Linked DNA regions of Mus musculus: all the other regions are linked to region 3. The links are chromatin contacts, called in public promoter capture Hi-C maps. All regions are on one chromosome and are shown on one strand. Each heading gives the region's core, a stretch centred on a gene start, on an enhancer-like site or on the middle of the called end of the contact. The rest is flanking DNA. Distances are from core to core; before and after follow the strand shown.

What was found. Promoter capture Hi-C pulls out the DNA fragments that hold promoters and counts their contacts.
Region 1: a contact with region 3 is called in a promoter capture Hi-C map of liver, with 2.5 times the contacts expected there. The contact joins the promoter of Pmm1 here to the promoter of Serhl in region 3. A contact is called at or near these places in 2 of 39 promoter capture datasets (both in liver) and 1 of 115 datasets of contacts at active chromatin or transcription factors (large pre-B cells).
Region 2: a contact with region 3 is called in a promoter capture Hi-C map of liver, with 2.0 times the contacts expected there. The contact joins the promoter of L3mbtl2 here to the promoter of Serhl in region 3. A contact is called at or near these places in 1 of 39 promoter capture datasets (liver) and 1 of 9 other capture datasets (adipose tissue).
Region 4: a contact with region 3 is called in a promoter capture Hi-C map of stem cell-derived epiblast-like cells, with 2.5 times the contacts expected there. The contact joins the promoter of Csdc2 here to the promoter of Serhl in region 3. A contact is called at or near these places in 2 of 39 promoter capture datasets (liver and stem cell-derived epiblast-like cells).

The regions. Positions count from the first base shown.
Region 1 is chr15:81,958,465-81,963,164 of GRCm38.p6, forward strand. Pmm1 (phosphomannomutase 1) reads right to left here and starts at 2,466. Exons shown (of 8, transcript NM_013872.4): 1 at 2,251-2,466. The coding sequence starts at 2,337.
Region 2 is chr15:81,661,919-81,666,616 of GRCm38.p6, forward strand. L3mbtl2 (L3MBTL2 polycomb repressive complex 1 subunit) reads left to right here and starts at 1,971. Exons shown (of 17, transcript NM_145993.5): 1 at 1,971-2,106. The coding sequence starts at 2,083.
Region 3 is chr15:83,097,936-83,102,810 of GRCm38.p6, forward strand. It overlaps Serhl (serine hydrolase-like), which reads left to right and starts at 2,270. Exons shown (of 12, transcript NM_023475.3): 1 at 2,270-2,412; 2 at 3,709-3,858; 3 at 3,937-4,050; 4 at 4,364-4,405; 5 at 4,690-4,709. The coding sequence starts at 2,409.
Region 4 is chr15:81,933,839-81,938,563 of GRCm38.p6, forward strand. Csdc2 (cold shock domain containing C2, RNA binding) reads left to right here and starts at 2,921. Exons shown (of 4, transcript NM_145473.3): 1 at 2,921-3,149.

The DNA.
Region 1 (4,700 bases), core at 1,216-3,715, 1.1 Mb before region 3:
TACATCATTTTTTTAAAAAAAGAGATTTAAAACACAAACAGATTTTGTGTGTCCGGGTGGCTCCTGATGCCTAATAACAACTCATTACGCACATGCTCAGTATGTGAAAAACATCCAAACCTGCAAACATCTCTGGTAGCAAATCTTTCAAATAAAAGATTCTTCACTTGCCCAAGGCAAAGAGACCTCAGAAGTTCTACCTGCTTAGCTCTGGCTCATGTATCTGAGCAAGAGGCCTTAAGCAGAGGGCTCTGCCTTTCTGTGCCCCATTTCCCGTTTTACAACATGTCTGCCACACCAGGAGCCACTTTAAGGGGACCACAGTAGCCATTAAATGAAATAACGTGCCCAAAGTATAAAAGGATTCTCCACCAAGGAAATTTGAACAAGTGAATCGGAATTCAAACTTCCATATATTCAGATATCAGAGACTCTAGCTAGCTAGCGACAAGGGGAGAGAAGAAACGGGAACTCTGGCCCCCACAAAAACATAAGTTGGTGCAACTGTTTTGAAAGTATTTGGCAACATCTACTGACACCTCTCATGTCCATCCCCTGTCCACTAGCATTTCAGCTTCTCTGCTCCTTGGGGTATGGTTTGTAATAGTGAAATACTGGCTGCAAGCAACTCTTATGCTTATCTGCCAGACAGTGACACATACTTCCTTGGAAACATTACCAGACCAGGGCACAGATAAAGCCAGATCTGTGCTTCCAACGGGGCAAGGTCTTAAAGCATGCTGTTTATGGTCTAAAGGAACTTGCAGGATACCATAAGCAGGATAATGCCAAGTCAGAAACAGAGCCTCACAAAATCATGTCTAGTATGTGCTGTGGGCAAAGCAATTGAGATAAAGGGGCTCCAGTATACTACCTCGAGGATGGGGGCTGGGCCTGGGATACTGGCGAGGTTCGAAGTGGTCTTTAGCCTTTAAAGTTTTCATTACTTACATGTATAATTAAAAATTAGCTTTGGAAAGCATTAAACTGCAGGGCAGTGGTGGCGGATGCTTTTAATCCCAGCACTTGGGAGGCAGAGGCAGGCAGATTTCTGAGTTCGAGGCCAGCCTGGTCTACAGAGTGAGTTCCAGGGCAGCCAGGGCTATACAGAGAAACCCTGTCTCAAAAAAACCAAAACAAGAAAAAAGAAGAAGAAAAAAAAAAGCATTAAGCTTTTCTAGTAAGCATTAAGTCTGTCTAGTAGTAGACAAATTGACAGGCGGTTCTTGTTCAGGCCTTGCCAAGTCAGTGCAGCACAAGGATCAGGCATGCCTAGGCTAGACCACCTCCTTTCCAATCCTGCATCTTCCTGATCCACCTCTGCTGGATGGAAAGAAAGATGCCCGATTCCTTCTGGAGAGTGGAAGGCCTACCAGGAAGCTAAGACTTAGGTTCACACGGGCTTCTGCCCAGTAGCTCGGCCCCCCACCCCCATTTCTGCTCTGATCATCCCGGTGATCCCAAAGGTAGAAGGATGGGTGAGAACGACCCAGGATGACTCGAAGGGAGAAAAACTAGGTATGGCTAAAGACTGGAGGGTGAACTATAAAGTGCAGACAGGAGAATGCACTCCCATTTTTTACAGTGCTTCTATTGTAAACAGACTAGCCCTGGGGCCTTTCACCTTCACATGGGTGGAACCAAAAGGATACCAATAACAAAAACCAAAACTCATCAGAAAAGCAGCTCTCTTTCCCTCCAACTCCAGGTGGAAGGTAAACAAACATCCTAAGAGGCTTAAGGAGCTAAACCCAGTTTTAGGCCTATGGACGCCAGAGTGCAAAGACTCAGAGATCTTCCTTGCCCTCAGTAGAGGGCGACCGTGGGCTTAGAAGCGCACGGAGCTCTGCCTGGAACGCCGCGTTCTCACGCTAGCTTGAGGACGGACTAGTTGTGCATCCTAGGGCTAAAATGGGGTAAGACCACCCCAGAGCCCAGCCTGGGCCTGTGCAAGCCTGGAACTGGGGATACCCGCCCTATCGCCCATAGACGCTCCTCCCGGAGGCTGGATACAGCATCTGCGCTCCCGGCAGGAACGTGGATGCCAACCCGCGCGGGGAGCGCTGAGGCCTGGAAGGCCGAGAGGGCCTGGGTCCCATCTCCTCGGTGACAGGAGCCGGTACCACTGCACTCCACGTTTCCGACAGGGTCGCGCAGGTGTCTGCGTTGACATGGCAGTGACGGCTTCACGCTGGGTCACGGATGCCGGCGTGACTCTGGGCGGGAGCTTTGGAACCTCGAGGCCCTTACCTGGCGAGCTGGCGTGAGGGTCCCGTCCACGTCAAACAGGCAGAGGATGCGCTCTTTCCTGCGGGCGCCCTCGACGGCGACTGCCATGGCTGTAGCTCCGCGCGCCAAGCGCTGTCGCTGCAGCCACCGCCAGGGTCGCGTGCGACAGAGGCCGGGCGGGGCCGGGGCGGGGCCAGCTGCGCAGCACGGGGAGGAGCAGTGGCCATCGGCCCTCCCGCGAGGGGGCGGGGCCTGCGGCGCCGAAAGAAGAGTACAGGCACCTAGGATTGAGGGGCGTGGCAGTAGGCGGGGTCAGAGTCCTCGTACCCGACGGAGATAGGAACCGGCGGGAAAAGGGGTTGAACCGGAAGACAGTGTCGGGCCAGCGGGTTGAGGTTGATCTCAGGGCGCTCCCTACGGTGGGGGGGGGGGGGGGTTGGGGGGCAAGGGCGGGACTCAGAGCCTTCTGCTTGTGATTCCCAAGGTTAGTAGGACGAAGGTATTGCCTTGTCATCTTGAGCTTGAAGTCTCAGGGAGAACCCGGCGTGCTGGCTCACCTGTGATCCAGCCCTTCTGAGGCAGAGGCCCTTATCTACAAAACAAGTTCCGGGCCAGCCAGGGCTACATACTCTGTTTTGTTTTGTTTTTTCAAAACAAGAGTTTCCCTTTGTAGCCTTGACAGCCTTGGATAAGACCCTATTTTTTAAAACAAAACAAACAACAAAAAAAGGGAGGGGGAGAGAGAGAAGGAAGAAAAGAGAAAAATATCCCATGATGGCTTTTACCTACTGTGAGAAATGTTTGTTGCTTTTTTTTTTTTTCCAATCAAAAGTAACCTACTAAGGGCCAATATGCCATAAATCTCTAACTTGTAAGCTTTTATGCGAGTCTTTTTTGTTGTGTTATTTTGTCGTGTGTGCCTGGGGTGATGTGCACTAAGTACATGCAGGAGCCCACCTAAGTCAGGATGGAAGTGAGTGTCAGATCCTCTGGACCTGGAATTACCCACAGTTGTGAGCTTCCTTGTAGGTGCTGGGTGTCAAATCCCTGATCCTCTGCAGGAGGCCAGAAGAAAGCTTCAGATTCCTAGTTCTGGAGGTACAAGCAGTTGTAAGCTGCCCAGTATGGGTGCTGAGAATTGAACTCAGGTCCTCAGTAAGAGTAATAAGTGGAGCACGCCTTTAATATCAGCACTCAGGAGGCAGAGGCAGGCGGATTTCTGATTTCGAGGCCAGCCTGGTCTACAAAGTGAGTTCCAGGACAGCCAGGACTACACAGAGAAACCCTGTCTCTAAAAAACCAAAACCAAAAAAAAAAAAAAAAAGACATCATGCCAGGAACAGATCTAGGGCAAGGTTTATTGGGGAAATGGAGTGGGAACATGAGAGGGAGAGAGAAATAAAGACAGACAGACAGACAGAATAAGCAAGTGAGAGAGAATCATGGTGTTCAGAGATGTTCAGAAGTACCTTTTTTAAAAAAGGTTTATTTACTTATATGAGTACACTGTAGCTGTCTTCAGACATACCAGAAATGGTCATCAGATGGTTGTGAGCCACCATGTGGTTGCTGGGATTTGAACTCAGGACCTTCGGAAGAGCAGCAGTGCTCTTAACCGCTGAGCCATCTCTCCAGCCCCTTTCTATATCTTTTTGTCATTTTTAAAAAGATTTATTTATTGATTATATGTAAGTACACTGTAGCTGCCCCCTTTCTGTCATTCTTTCTTTTTTTTTTTTTTTTTTTTTTTTGAGACAGAGACAGAGTTTCTCTGTATAGCCCTGGCTGTCCTAGAACTCACTTTTTAGACCAGGCTGGCCTTGAACTCAAAAATCTGCCTGCCTCTGCCTCCCAAGTGCTGGGATTACAGGCATGTGCCACCACTGTCTGGCATTGACTTTTTAAATTTTTTTTGTTTGTTTGTTTTTGTTTTTTTGAAACAGGGTTTCTCTGTATAGTCCTGGCTGTCCTGGAACTCACTTTGTAGACCAGGCTGGCCTTGAAATCAGAAATCCGCCTGCCTCTGCCTCCTGAGTGCTGAGATCAAAGGCGTGCACCACCACACCCAGGTTCTTTCTGTCATTCTTAATTACATTTTTACTTATTTATGTGTTTCTGTGTGGGCATGTGCATGAAACACCTCATGTGTGTGTGTGTATGTGGGGGGGGTTAGAGGGCAATTTTAAAGAGCCGCTTTTCTCTCTCCACCATGCAGAGACTTGAACTCAGGTTAATAGATTTGCCACTGGCACCCTTTTCCATCTCAGTGGACAATGCACATTAAGTGTTTTTGACCTGGTCTTGAGCATAAGGGGTAAGAAAAAGAGAAGAGGGGCTGGAGAGATTGCTCAGTGGTTAAGAGAGCACTGGATGCTCTTCCAGAGGACCCAGGTTCAAATCCCAGAACCCACATGGCAGCACACAGCTCTCTGTAACCCCAGTTCTAGGGGATTGGATAATCTTGTCTGCTT
Region 2 (4,698 bases), core at 721-3,220, 1.4 Mb before region 3:
ACACCCAGCACAGGGTGGGAAGGGGGTTGTGAGTTCCTCCCCCTAGATGAGGCACTAGGGCAGTAGACAGACTTTGGGGGGAGAGTCAGTTTTCTTTAAGGTGTGGCTCCTGGTAGGTCAACCACACTCCAGTCAACGGCTCCACAGGGAGGAAGATGAGGGTGGCACAGACTGTATTCAAAAGCTTTAAAGGGGGAAAAAAAAACAGTAACAAACTCAGGAATGAAGATGCCTGACTTTAATTCCAGCACTCACTTGGAAGGCAGAGGCAGGAGGATCTCTTTGAGTCCAAGGCCAATCCAGCTACAGAGAACCTGTCTCAAAAAAAAAAAAAAAATCAAAACAATAGAAACAATAAAAACAAGCTGGAGAGAGGGCTCAGTTTTTAAGCTCATTGGCTGCTCTTTCAGAGAACCAGGTTCGGTCCCAGCACTTTCATGGCAGCTCATAACCACCGTGTTACTCCAGTTCCATGATATCCCACACCCTTTTCTGGCTTTTGTTGGCACTGGCCACACATATGGTGCACAGTCATACGTGCAAGCAAAACTCCTATAACACATTAAAAAAGTAAATAAATAAAAATTTAAAAATAAAAAGCAACGCAGAGAGGCAGGGAGCTGGGAGTGGGTCTGGGAGCCCTCACGTAGGATAAGTAAACTAATCCAGACCTGTCTGAACTTTAGATGCTTGTAAGGCCATACAATTCCTGAGAACCCAGGATGGGAAGGAGTAGTTCTATAGGGGACTCAATCCACATGTATACTCCAGTTGGCAAAAGCGTTGACTTCAGGTGTCTTCTTCAATCTCTTGCTATCCACTGTATCGCTGCTGGCTGGTCAGCAGGCCATGGGAATCCTTCTGTGTCTGCTTACCTAGTGCTGGGATCACAGGCATGCTCTGTCATGCACTGGGGGGCAAAACTCAGCTTTCCATGCTCTGGCTGTACTCACTTACAGGCTGAGTCATCTCTCCTAGATTTAAGGTTATAACATCTATCCGTATAATTTATTTGTGGATATGGGGGTTTTGCTGAATGCATATGTATGGACCATGTTAGTGCTTGGCGTCATCAGAGGCCAGAAGAGAAAGTAGGATCCACTATAACTGGGTTTATAGAATTTTGTGAGTTGTTCTGGGTTCTGGGAATCAAACCTGGTACCTCTGGAAAAGTGGCCAGTAACCACTGAACCATTTCTCCAGTCCAAGGCTTTTTTTTCCCCATTTATTTATTTAGCTTGTGTGTTTGTTTTATGTGCGTGACACAAAGGTCAGGACAACTTTGTGAGTAGCTTTTTGACTTCCAGGTTTATGTTGTGGCTCAGAGATTTGAACTCAGGTAGAAAGGCTCATGGAACAAGATCCTTCACCTACTAAACCATCTCATAAGCCCCAGCGAGCAGACGGACATAGAGTTTAAGAATATTCCTGTTCCTGTCTGAATTGAAAGAGGGATTAGGCATTTCTGCTAGGCATTCCTGTCCAAGAGCACCTTTACTTCCTACCTGGGGAGAGTGTGAATTTTTGTCTGGGGCCCCTGGGGAGAGTGCGAATTTTTGTGTGTGTGGGGGGGGGGCTGGCACGTCCAATCCCTTGTGCTCAGATGGTTTGAAATTTGACTAAGAAAGGACAAAAACAAAAAACAAAAAAACCCGCCGGGCGTGGTGGCGCATGCCTTTAATCCCAGCACTTGGGAGGCAGAGGCAGGCGGATTTCTGAGTTCGAGGCCAGCCTGGTCTACAGAGTGAGTTCTAGGACAGCCAGGACTATACAGAGAAACCCTGTCTCTGAAAAAACAACAACAAAACCCTAGAAGTACCCTTCAGGAGATTTCGCATTACTAAGGCAACGACCCTTTTCGTGCACCCAGGAGAAAACTACAACTCCCCTAATCCTCACGGCTACCCAGCCCCTCCTTAATGGAGGCGGGGCGCGGGCGAGCGCGGAACCGGCTTCCTATTTCCTGCGGCATGATTGGCCCGCAGCTCGGGCGCAGCAGCCAATGAGCACACTCTCGGAGAGCGGCGAGGGCAATATGGCTTCCTGCACCTGGTGACGGTTGAGGGAATTGAATTTGGTATCATGGAGAAACCGCGGGGCACTGAGGTAAGAGGGAAAGGGCTCAGCCCAAGCGGGAAGGGGAGCCCCAAACGCCTCGCTCGGCGGACGCGCCGTTTTAGCGATGTCTTAGTGGTGGACAGTTGCAGGATTGGTAAACTGAGGTACGGAGCTTAGCCTCGGCCAGAGGCCCCCGAGGTTCCTTTTGGTCTGGTGACGAAGGAAGGATGGCAACGCCTCCCTAGCCAGGGGCAGGGAAACTGGGCTCTGAACTTTGTCTTGGTTTCATGGTTCTGAGCTTTAGGATCGTGCGGCCTGTCCCTTCCACGCGGGAAGTGAAGGGAGGAAGATCGGAGTTGATTCCTACTCCACGCTGGGAGCGTTCACGTGCTGGTCTCCCCGTACGCTCACAGCCATCTTCTTTAGGGAGGGATTAAAACAGCCCTCTGGGTCGACACAGCTGCAAAGTGCAAGAGGTTGTCACCAAGTACGTCAGTTTCCAAAACTGCGTTACGCTTTTTCCGTGGTACCGCAGCCGGTGACCCACCGCACCTTGCATTTGAAGTCTCTTGCCGTTTCCTAGCGGTAATAATTGCTAAGCTTTATTGAGCACTGTTGAGTGTTTTACGTTTATCATCCCTTCCCAAAATATTATTAAATAGTGGTGTTGTCTTTATTTGGTGGAAACCGAGGCAGTGCATTTGACTCGCTGTGCATCGTACAGCTAGGAAGCACTAGAGATCGTATTTGAACCTTGGCCCAAAGCGTCATTCTCTTTACCTCTGTCTTGCCCAACAAGCTAGGCACGTTTTTTCCTATTACAAGCTAGGTACGTTTTTATGTAGCATTTCATCGCTACCTCACATTCTGTGAGCCAACAGCTGTCGTGGATGAGAAAATTGTCCCACAGACCTTAAGTGACTTGCCCCAGGATCAGTAGCTGATTTCAATCAGAGCTCAACTCACGGCTGTGGTCCATACCACCATACAATTAGTCATCTGACTCAAAGCCTCCTTGGGATAGCCTGGGTCTCAATTTTCTCAGTCTTTTTTTCTTTTCCCTGTTTTCCTTTAAGGAAGAAAACAGGTTTATTGGATACATTGCAAGGAGCAGTGGTCTAGGCAGCAGCAAGAGGGCCTGGCAGTCTTAAATTTGTTTCTGAGTTGAGATCATTTGGATGTACATATACAGAAGAGGGAAGAAAGAGTTTCAAATGCCTTCTAGCCCAGTAAAAATTTTTTGAGGTGCTTAGGATATTTCCACATTATTGTGTAGATCTCTGATCCCTGGCAGCGTTTTTTGACCTGATAGTGGTGTGGAAACAGTATCTTTTCAATAGATGCTGTTCTTTGAAATTGGAATTTTGCTCTGTACCCAAGCTACCAGTATGAGGGGTCTTGGTGCTGAGCAGAGGCTCAAACCAACCACAGCTTGCACTTAGCCATGTGGTCATTGGAGGAAACAGTCCATTCTCTTTTCTTATTTGTTTGTTTATTTATTTATGTGAGTACACTATAGCTGTACAGATGGTCATTGGAGGAAACAGTCCATTCTTTTTTCTTATTTGTTTGTTTGTTTATTTATTTATTTATGTGAGAACACTATAGCTGTACAGATAGATGGTTGTGAGCCTTCATGTGGTTTTTGGGAATTTTAGGACCTCTGCTTTCTCTGGTCAACCCCACTCTCTGCAGTCACCCTTGCTTGCTCAGTCCCTGCTTGCCTCGGCCCAAAGATTTATTTATTATCATACATAAGTACACTGTAGCTGACTTCAGATGCATCAGAAGAGGGCGTCATATCTCATTATAGGTGGTTGCGAGCAGCGACCATCTGGTTGCTGGGATTTGAACTCAGGACCTCCGGAAGAGCAGTCAGTGCTCTTACCCGCTGAGACATTTCTCCCGTCCTCTTTTCTTTCTTTTCTTGTTTTGTTTTTTGGAGAACTTGTTTTGTAGACCAGGCTGGCCTCAAACTCACATAGATCTGTCTGCCTCTGCTTCCTGAGTGCTGGGAATAAAGGCGTTCACTACCACACCTGCCTTTTTCTTTCTTCTTGTTCTTCTTCTTTTTTTTTTTTTTTTTTTTTTTTAAGAGGATCTACTAGCCAGAGGGTGGTGGTGCAAACTTTTAATCGCAACACTTGGGAGGCAGAGGCAGGCAGATCACTGCATTCTAGGTTAACATGGTCTACAGAGCTAGTTCCAGGACAGCCAGGGCTACTGAGGGAAACCCTGTTTCAAAAAAAAAAGAAAAAGAAAAAAGAAAGAAACAAACAAACAAAAAGAAAAAAGAGAGTGAAGAGAGAGGTGGGGGTGTTGGGGTCTACCGTGCGGTCTGAGCTGACCTGGAACTTGCTGTGTAGACCAGACTTGTTTCAAGCTCAGGGTTCTAGGATTAATGGTGTGTACCACAATACCTAGCCTCTTATACCTAGTCTCCTAGATGTTTTAAATGAATATATACATATATAGATAGATAGATAGAGATATAGATATGTATATAGATATGTGTGTGTGTGTGTGTATATATATATGTTGGTTTTTAGATTTATTTATTTATTATTATATCTAAGTACACTGTAGATGTCTTCAGACGCACCAGAAGAGGATAGAGGGCATCAGATCTCATTATGGATG
Region 3 (4,875 bases), core at 1,020-3,519:
TTAAGCACAGGGTAGGAACCTAAGACCTTAAAAAACACTCACACATCCTCCCTGCCCTCTTGTTGCTATAGCTTGTGTGAGCCCCTAGAGAGTGAGCCTGGGGCAGCGATTCTCAGCCAATCCAATAGGCAGTCATCGATTGAGTCTCTCCTGTGCACAAGGCCCTCAGGTAGATGTTAGCGGGGAAACTGTTTTTTACAAGGACCATATCCTACTTTTTAAGAAGCCAACATGCATTCAGAGAGAGAGAGACGGCTAGAGCCACGTGGGGGTGAGAGGCAGGTAGCAATGGTGTGAACAGAAACAAGGAGGTGCTTCCACCCGTGAGGGCTGAGAGGGTTTCTAGGGAAGCTGACTTTGAAACCAAGTCTTGAAAAGAGGGTAGAATTGTCCAGGGTAGAAGGAAGGAATTGTCCAGGGTGGAAGGGGGGGAAAAGGCTCAGAGATATAGACAGCAAGAGTCAGGTGTAGAGAACGGATAGCACAGGAGAGGGAAAGGCCCCCCCCCAACACCATCTAATAGACCGGCAGGAGATCAACCCCCACCCCAGCCCGCAGTGAGAGGCACCCAGATTTTCACACGAGTAAAATAAGAGGTGGGGAAGGGGCTGGTGGCAGCTTGTGGTCGCAGGATAAGCAGGGCAGAATGGAGTCACAGGGACGGAAAGGGAAGAGGTAGATGGAAATGATGGGACACAGATGGATGTGAACATGAGGATGAGACTGAATGGAGGGACAGTGACTGTAGCCATGGACCAGCAGGACAGACAGGAGCCGGCTGAGGTCATGGCTGCTGGAGGGGCTGGTTGAAGCAAGGGAATTTTGAGGTCAAAGGAATGCGAGATGCCAAGTGCAAGTATTGGTAACAATGTGTCACTGGGAAAGATTGGGAAAGGTCCCAGGCTTCCTGGTAGGTGTCTTGTTCCCAGTGGCTCTGAGTGACTGTACTCCGACAGAACTCAGTGAAGACCCTTATCTATCGAGAATCAAAGTGTGTTCTCCACCGATAGATGCCACTGATTGGACCCAACAGAAGTGTTCTCAAAGGGCTGGGGATGTAGCTCAGTTGGTAGAATGTTTGCCTGGCATGCATGCATCCACGTGTTTGACCCCCAGCAGTGCATAAACCAGGCGTGCAACCCCAGTGTTCTGGAGAGGGAGGGAGGCGGCTCAATTCAAGGTCACCCTCAGCTATGGAGTGAGTTCGAACCCTGTCTCCAAAAACCAAAGAATAGAACAGAAAAGCGTGGTGTGTTCCCAGCTCCTAACCTCTGAGTGAAACCACTCAGAAAAGTCCTGTCACAACCAGGCGGCCCCATTTTCCAGCCCCTCATCTACGTTGGCCTATTTTTCAGCCTCAAATTTCTCTCCACAGTGGCTCTGCCCAGCCTCCCCTCCCTCCCCTTACTACAGCCTGTGATGCTCAGGGTTTGCCCTGTCACCCCTTTGGGGAACTCACCACACTGATTCCGCTCAGTGCCCAGGTCTGTGGTTCGCCAGCTACAACAATGATAGGGAATATCTCCCGCTGTTCCAGAGAGCCCACCTGGTAAATTTAAAAGCTCAAGATTTCTGCTTTTAATTTAAAAGGTAGTGCTTGTATGTGTCCATTTTAGGAATGTTTGTGATTGGATTGCTAGGGTTAGCTTTAGGATGAGTTTTGGTCATTGGAGAGTCCTGCAGTGTATTCCAGGCTGGCCTCCAAAAACCCACAGGCCTTTCCCAGCCTCCTGAATGCACCCCGTGCCCACAGTCTGACTCTGAGTTCTTCTCGGGACTGAAACTGTTTTCAGTCCTTCCTTGCCTGGGGATGGTTTCTGCCAGAGCCCTCGCTTTATACATTCATTTATTCATTCAGGCCGTGCAATCAATTATCAAAGCTGGATAGCGCCAGGCACTGCTGAGGGACCGCAGCCACCGTGGGGACACGGTGGGGAGGCATGAAACACTGTGAAACAGTCGTCTCATTTCTGTGGGAATCAGAGAGGATCCTCGAGGGAGCTTTCCTCACTGTGGGGCCACCGGGGCCTTGTCTAGCTCGTGGTAATCATGCGGGGATGCCCAGGTATTGAGCCTGTCAAAGCTTGTCCTCCAGAGACTTACTTCTCTGCTAGCTCTGACACCATCCCACCGTAGCAGCACAGCAATGTGCCAGGAGTTGAGCAGCCCTGAGATCCTCCTGAAAGTCCCGGGCCGGCCGCAGGAAGGCGGGGCCTCGGTGGGCGGTGTCGCTTGAAGGGGCGGGGCTGGCGCTAAAACTGGGGCTAAGGAGACGGAAGCCGGTGGGGACGGGAAGGACCTGGAGGGAAAGTCCTGAGCGGGACGCAAGAGGCGGGGCGTGAGCTTCTGAGTCCTTCCAGTTCCTGTGACCTCCTCAGCGAGGAGTGACAGCCTCACCGACCAGAGCAATGGGTGAAAATGTCCCTCAGGGCCCCTTAGATTGGAGTGGGAAGGGGGAGGCCGACGAGTGCTCCCACTCGCTTACTTGAGCTGGTGGAGTGGACGCTCATCGCCCTCTCCCAGGCTCAGTGGGCAGCACTGGGATCTAGCAGAGCCAGACTCGGGGCTCCTGATGGCCGCTGAGTCCTAGGCTGCTATTTGGGGTTGCTCTTTGGGTCCAACAGCAGCAGAAGGTCAGCTCTGGAGCACATCTGACTTGAAGAGGCCCAGATGGAGCCCTGGAGTCAAGCTGACTCTCTCCCCCTCTCCTTCCTCCCCTTCTCCCTTTCCTGTGCCTCAGTTTCGTGATCTGTGCACTGAGAACAGCAGTGGCCCAACTCTCCAACTCACGGTGTATAGATAGATAGATAGATAGATAGATAGAGTATAAAGTGTCTGGCATCGGCTCCGAAGGTATAGGAAAAGCTGGCCACGGTGATCTCCCAGTTTCGATTTCCAAGGGTTCAGTTTCCTAAGGTCCAAAATGTGAGGGCACAGACCAGTTTTGAGCAGCATGGTACTCTGAGTAGTGTCTTAAAACCCTCAGCCATTTTACTGTATGTAGCTTTAGCTGGCTTGGAACTCCCTAGACCAGCCTATCCTTAAGTGGCCGAAATCCTCCTGCCTCTACCTCCTCAGGACTAGGCTAGGCTTATAGGTGTGATTAATACACTTGGTTCTCATAATAATATTTTAGAGTCAGTGCTGCACAAATTGTAGTATATTTGTTTTATTTTGTTGATTTGAAGTTTTATGAGACAATGTTTTATCGTCTATCCATGTCTACCTTTTAAGGGCTGGGATAACAGGCATGTATAATTATTGTTATAGGTAGCATTCAGTGTATGGGGTCTGTTACTGCTTGAAGTTTCAGGTATCTACAGGGGCTCTTGGAATGGGTCCCATATAGTTATGAGGCATTATTCTCTATTTGCTCCTGTTTAACAGAAAGGGAAACTGAAGATGGAGAGGTTTTAGGCAAGCCAAGGTCATACAGCCCACAAGTGTCAGGGTTCAAGCCGGCAGCCCCCAACCTACTCCTTCCAGTTCTGCCCTAAAAACCAATGAGCTATATCCTGAAAAACCTATTCAGATCTTTCTCATCCAGGGGACCCAAGCTGTCTTTCCCTGTTATCTGGCAATCAGTCTGTCTAAAGCTTAGACATAGGCCAGTAGCTCAGGCGCCTGTGCCTCTTGGTGCACTCATAGGGGCTTAGGAAGTGCCGGATTCCTGGATGCAGGGGTTGACAGACCAGATCTGCCTTGCAGGTTTGCACTCAGAGTTGAAGTTGGCTGTGCCCTGGGGCCACATTGCTCTCAAAGTCTGGGGCTCCCAGAAGAACCCTCCAGTTCTCTGCTTACACGGCTGGCTGGACAACGCCAACTCCTTTGACAGGCTCATTCCTCTTCTTCCCCAAGGTAGGGCCGTGGGCTGAAGGGCCGTGGAGGGGTGACGGCAGCCATGCCGAGCCCCTCTCTTCCTCTTCCCTGCTGCAGACTTCTGTTACATGGCTATGGATTTCGGAGGCCACGGGCTCTCGTCCCATTACAACCCAGGCCTCCCGTACTACCAGCAAAATTTTGTGAGTGAGGTCCGAAGGGTGGCAACAGGTGAGCCAGAGCCCCCATAGTATCTCTCATCCTAGGAGTAGGATGCAGTATCTGGGAGGCAGGACTGGCCTGGGAACGGATACCTGGGGTTTCTGCTTCCGGTTTCCTGGCCCCTGAAAAGAGCCTGCTCTTCCGCTAGGAGCATCCCACAGTGAAGCTAGTGGGTCCTAGTGGGTCTCCTGCAGGGGTCGTGTGGGGGTCAGGGTGGGGCTGCTGCAGGTCTTTGGAGGGAGTCCCAAGCCCCAGGGCACAGGGATAAAGGACAGAGTAAGGCTGGGCTGTGCAAACCTCCTTTCTGCCTTTGTGTTTTCAGCCTTTAAGTGGAATCAGTTCACCCTCCTGGGCCACAGTTTTGGTGAGTCAGCCTAAGGCGGAACCTGAGTTCGGGGGGAGAGCTGTAGGAAAGAGAGAACTTGACACTGTGGTACCTGGTGCCTTTCCCTGCCCCTCTGAGGAGAGGGGTGAGAGAGTCATCTAATGCTTACCGTACAGTTCTAGAGACCGAGTCTCAACTCCATGGTGGGAAAGGAACTAGGGATGGGACACCCCCCCCCCCCCAGGAAAGAGCTTGGGAGGAGGGTACTGGGATCTGGGGAGGGGGGCCACACAGAATGTCACCACTGCTCTTTTGTCTGGCAGGTGGCTGTGTGGGTGGCACGGTGAGTTACTGGCTGGGGACCTTGTGGGGACAAGCAGAAGGTAAGATAGGAAGAGTCCCACACCTCCTTAGCGAGAGTCACTTTCCACACACACTGTGTCCTAGTGAAGGTCCCTTGGAGAGTTTCTGCTGTCCTGACTGTCATCCCCAGGACTCCTAAGACCAGG
Region 4 (4,725 bases), core at 1,671-4,170, 1.2 Mb before region 3:
CTGTAAGACAATGAAGCCCCCTGAGAGAAGAAGGAAGAGATAGAGGAGTAGAGAATTTGGGGGGTAGATAAAATGTGGGGGAAGGTACAATAACAGTAGCACATGCTTGTGACCCCAGCATCCAGGGTATAGATGCTCAGCAGGTCACAGCCATCCTCTAGCTCAAGTTCAAACCTAGCCTGGGCTACAAGGGAGGCAGAAACTGGTTAGCACATGCCTGTGACCCCAGCTCTTAAGAGGCTGAAGCAGGATGGTCACAAGGTTGAGGCCCATCTGGGCTACAACAGGCAGACCTTGTCTCAAAGGAAGCTGACATTCACTTGTTTTTAAAAGAGAACAAGACAAAGAGGAAAATGGGGAAGCGAAAGAGAGAGGAAGGCTCCTCAGTGTGGTGCTCAGAACAGAACTAGAATAAAGGCAGCACTCTGGGTCTCTGTGGACACAGATGGCAGCCCTGTACTGTCTCCTGTACTGTCAGAAGCCAAGAGTGAGCATAATTGACCCAAAAAGTTCTAGGAAGGGCCATATGTGACAGTGCATATCCCTAATCTCAGGACTCTGGAGGCAGAGGCAGGCACATCTGTGAGTTCAAGACCAGCCAAGTCTACAGAATGAGTTCCAGGCCAACCAAGGCTCTCTAGTGTGTCCCTGTCTAAAAAATAAAACAAACAAACAAACAAAAACCCACAGCAACAACATTTCTGGGCTTGTGGGTATGTGTGGTGTTGGATCCCAACGCCCTATAACCAGGTCACTAACACAGGCAAATCCTTCTTCCTGGTGTCCTCCCTCTCCTCTCTAGTACAGTAAGGTCTACACAAATGAGCGGATCTGTCACATGCATAAAAATGGTCAAAGCACCAGGTGGTGGCAGCACAAACCTTCATTCCCACCACTCAGAAGACAGAAGCAGGCAGATCTCTGTGAGTTCGAGGCCAGCCTGGTCTACAGATTGAGTTCCATCTGAACTATTCTCATTAGGGTTTTTCCCTTACTTGTTTTACCGTTCTTCTCTATACCTTTACCTTCATTCCAGTGGATGTCTTTCCAAGTTTTGTTTTTTTTTTTAATGATTTTTGTTTATGTGTATCATGTCTGTGTGTCTGTGTGAGAACGTGCCACATATGTGCAGGTGAGTTGGAACCCTCTCGAGCTGGAGTGGCAGGCAGTTAGGACTTGCCATACGTGGGAGCTGGGACCCATGCAGGCTCCCCAGAAAAGCAGCGTAACTACTGCGCACTGGTTTGTTTGATTTGTTTTGTTTTTAGGACACTGGGGTCTTCTCATAGAGTCTAGGCTGACCTCAAATTCACAGCAATCTTTGGCCTCTTCGGTGCTGGGATCACAGGTCTACCCCCATCATGTCTAATTTTCTTTCTAATTGTTGAAAATTGCCTACTTATATTTATTTCATGTTTCACTGGTGTGTTGCCTGAATTTATATCTGTGTGAGAGTGCTAGATTCCCTGGAACTGGAGTTACAGACAGTTGGGGGGTCGCCATGTGGGTGCTAGGAATTGAACCTGGGCCCTCTGGAAGAGCAGCCAGTGCTCTTAATCATTGAGTCATCTCTCCAGCTCCTGTCATGTCTGTTTTCCTGTTTGTTTGTTTGTTTGTTTGTTGAGACACTGCCTCTCTAGGTAGCCAGGTAGACTCAAACTTGAAATCTATTTGTTTCATCCTCTTGAGGGCTGGGACCTATAGGTCTGTGCCAGCACAAAGGGCACCTCCTCATGACTCAGTAGTACTAAAGTGACACCTGGGGAAGATGTCTCTCTAAGATGAGGTTGAGGAGGGACAGGGGGGTGGCAGAGAAGCCCTTTGAAGAGGTTTCCTGGAGCCTGGCCCTGAGCTCATAGACGGTTGAGCCTTACCTGTCCTCTTGGGGAGCACTGTCCTCTTGGGGAGCACTGTCCTCTTGGGGAGCACTGTCCTCTTGGGGAGCACTGGGGTCCTAGGGATTTGCCTGAGGTCTTTTTTGTTTTGTTTTGTTTTTGTTTTTCCGAGACAGGGTTTCTCTGTGTAGCCCTGGCTGTCCTGGAACTCACTCTGTAGACCAGGCTGGCCTCGAACTCAGAAATCTGCCTGCCTCTGCCTCCTAGTGCTGGGATTAAAGGCATGTGTCACCACTGCCCGGCTTTTTGGGGGGCGGGAGTGTGCTGAGGTCTTACTGTCTGAAGAGACCTAAACTGCTTGGACTGAATCTGCTGAGTCAGTCCTTACTTCTAAAAGCCTCCTAAACCACAAGTACACACAGACACACAGACACACAGACACCACTGCCCCCTGTATATGTGTGTGCGAGTGTGTGTGTGTGTGTGTGTGTGTGTGTGTGTGTGTGTGTAAGAAAGAAACATACACAGAAAGACACTCATTATTCTTTTATAGTTCTCTTCCCCTGGATTCCACAGCCCCTCCCAAAGACCTAATGTGTGCCAAAGAGATTTGAGCACATTCTTCAAATGGAGATCTCAGATGATCTGAGGGGACAGAGCTCAGCACAGCTGCAGACTGCAGAGGGAATGGAATGTCTGGGAGTCCCTAGGAACCTGGCTTGTTCCCAGAGGGTCTCCTCTGTTCTCTGGCCTCCTTTCTCCAGAATACATCCTCCCACCCTGCAGGCCCTCCCGTTGACCATAAACACTCCCTGGCACCCCGCTCACCAAGAATGCACACTGTCTCTAGCTCTTCCTGCCTCTTACTCCCCAGCAGCTACCCTGACCTGGTAGAGCAAATTATACCTTGGCCCAGCAATAAAAGCCACTTTCCAAAACAAGAAGCAGTAACGCTCAAAGTGACGCAGCTTAGCCACTCACCCAGCACTTGGCCTGGCTCACAAGGTGGTGTCTGGGCCAGAGAAGAGATGGCTTAGTGTCCCTTTAAGCTAGGAGTACAAATTCCCATCCCAGTCCCTCCCTCCAGCACATCCTGACGTCAGCAGGAGGGCGTGTGTGAGTGAGTGAGTGAGTGAGTGAGGGGCCCGAGGTGCCTCCTGCACACCACACACACACACACACACACACACACACACACACGCCACGGAGAGTGCATTATCCAGACGTGACCCCTGCGAGCCAGCTCCACAGTCCAGAGAGATCGGGTGCTGCCCACTACAGGAGACAGTGCCTGGACCCAGCTGCCACGGCGAGGTAAGGGACCTGAAGGAAGCCGGTGATGGAAACTGTGGCAGAGGCAGGGGCCGAGGGCTGATGGTACCAAGAAAGGATGTGTGGATTGAGGTTGGAAAGGTCGCAGCGCTACATCAGCCAGCCCAGCTCTGCTTAGAGGATGCGGGGGGAGATGTAGAGCCCACCGCCCTTCCCTTCTCTCTCCTTGACCCTCCAGAAGAGCTGAGGCGGAGTGGCTCCCGCGCATCTGAATGTGTGTGAATGTCTGTGTCTGGGACTCGCGTCTGGGTTGAGATGCAGGTAACAGCAGCTACCTGCCAAGCCGCAGCCTCCGGTCTGGGAACTAGGTGAGGGAAAGCCGGGACTCCTTCCAGACCCTAAAAGGCCAGTCCGGAGCACCGCTGGATTTTGTCCCTGGAATCTGTTTTGAGGCCAGAGCAGAGGGGAGGAACCGCCTGGGGCAGGCAGAGGGACCCAGAGCAGCTGTCTTCCCTCACTCTATTTTTCCCTAGTGTGGCAGAGATAATTGTGTCAACTGGCTGGAGGGATGGCTCTGTGTTATTTTTGCCTTTATGCCACCCCACTGGGTCTTTGCTCTCCCCCGCATGCTGGGCTAGCTCTGACCTCCTCCTCTGCTTAGGTGCAACCCACTGTAGGACAGGGGGTGATAGACCAGCTGCTGGACACCCCTTGCTTGCTGTAGGATGCAAGGACTCAGGTTGGCCTTGGCTGGCATCAAGCCCCTAAGTGGTCTGACCCTGGCACAAGGAGACTGAATGGAGATAAGGGACCATGCTGGCACCCACAAGGAGACAGCAGGTTCCTGCCAGGCTGCCAGGCTGCCAGGCTGCAGGCGCTTCCCAGGGAGGAGGGAGAGCGGGACTGAGAACAATAATAAATCCAGAGTGTGAACTGCTGCATCCGCTGGGGCTGGGGGAGGGGAGAAGGAAGTGTGCCTGGTAGGAGGTGGGCACCCTCTTCTCCGACAGCCTGGCACTGGCTCGCTTAGATGCCATCCAGTCAGGGCCTTTCCCTGGGAAGGATGGGAGTGAGGAGGTGGGGATGGAGGGTGGGAGTGGGGGTTGGGGGGAGCTCTTTCCCAAATTCAACTCCATCCCAGAGGTCTCTGGACATGAATGCCCAGGTTCTGGGTGTCTCCTCCCGTCCTTACCCCACACTGCATTTTCCCAAAACATCTATTTGCCTATCCTTGTCTCTCCAGCCCCACCTTGACAAAACTAGTGCAAACAGAAGCTAGTGGCGAAGGGTCCCAGGAGGACACGCCAAGTTGTCCCAGGCCTAGAGAAAGATGGCTGGACAAGGTTGGAAGATGCTTATTGGCTAGGGAGGGGGCTCCCTAGTGGCCCTCAAGGACCCACAGGGATGGATAAATGGGGGAGTAAGGATATTTGCCAGCCCATCCAAAGGCAGAGTGGCCCCCCACCGCCCCACATCCTATGTTCCCCCTCCTTGTGCAGGTGATGCCCAGCAGAGGGTGCTCTTGGACTAATTGAGCCAATCACAATCACCAGGCACAAGCCTGGTGTCCAGAACCCAGGGCCTTGTGCATAGGCAGCTTGGGGGAAATGCACAGCAA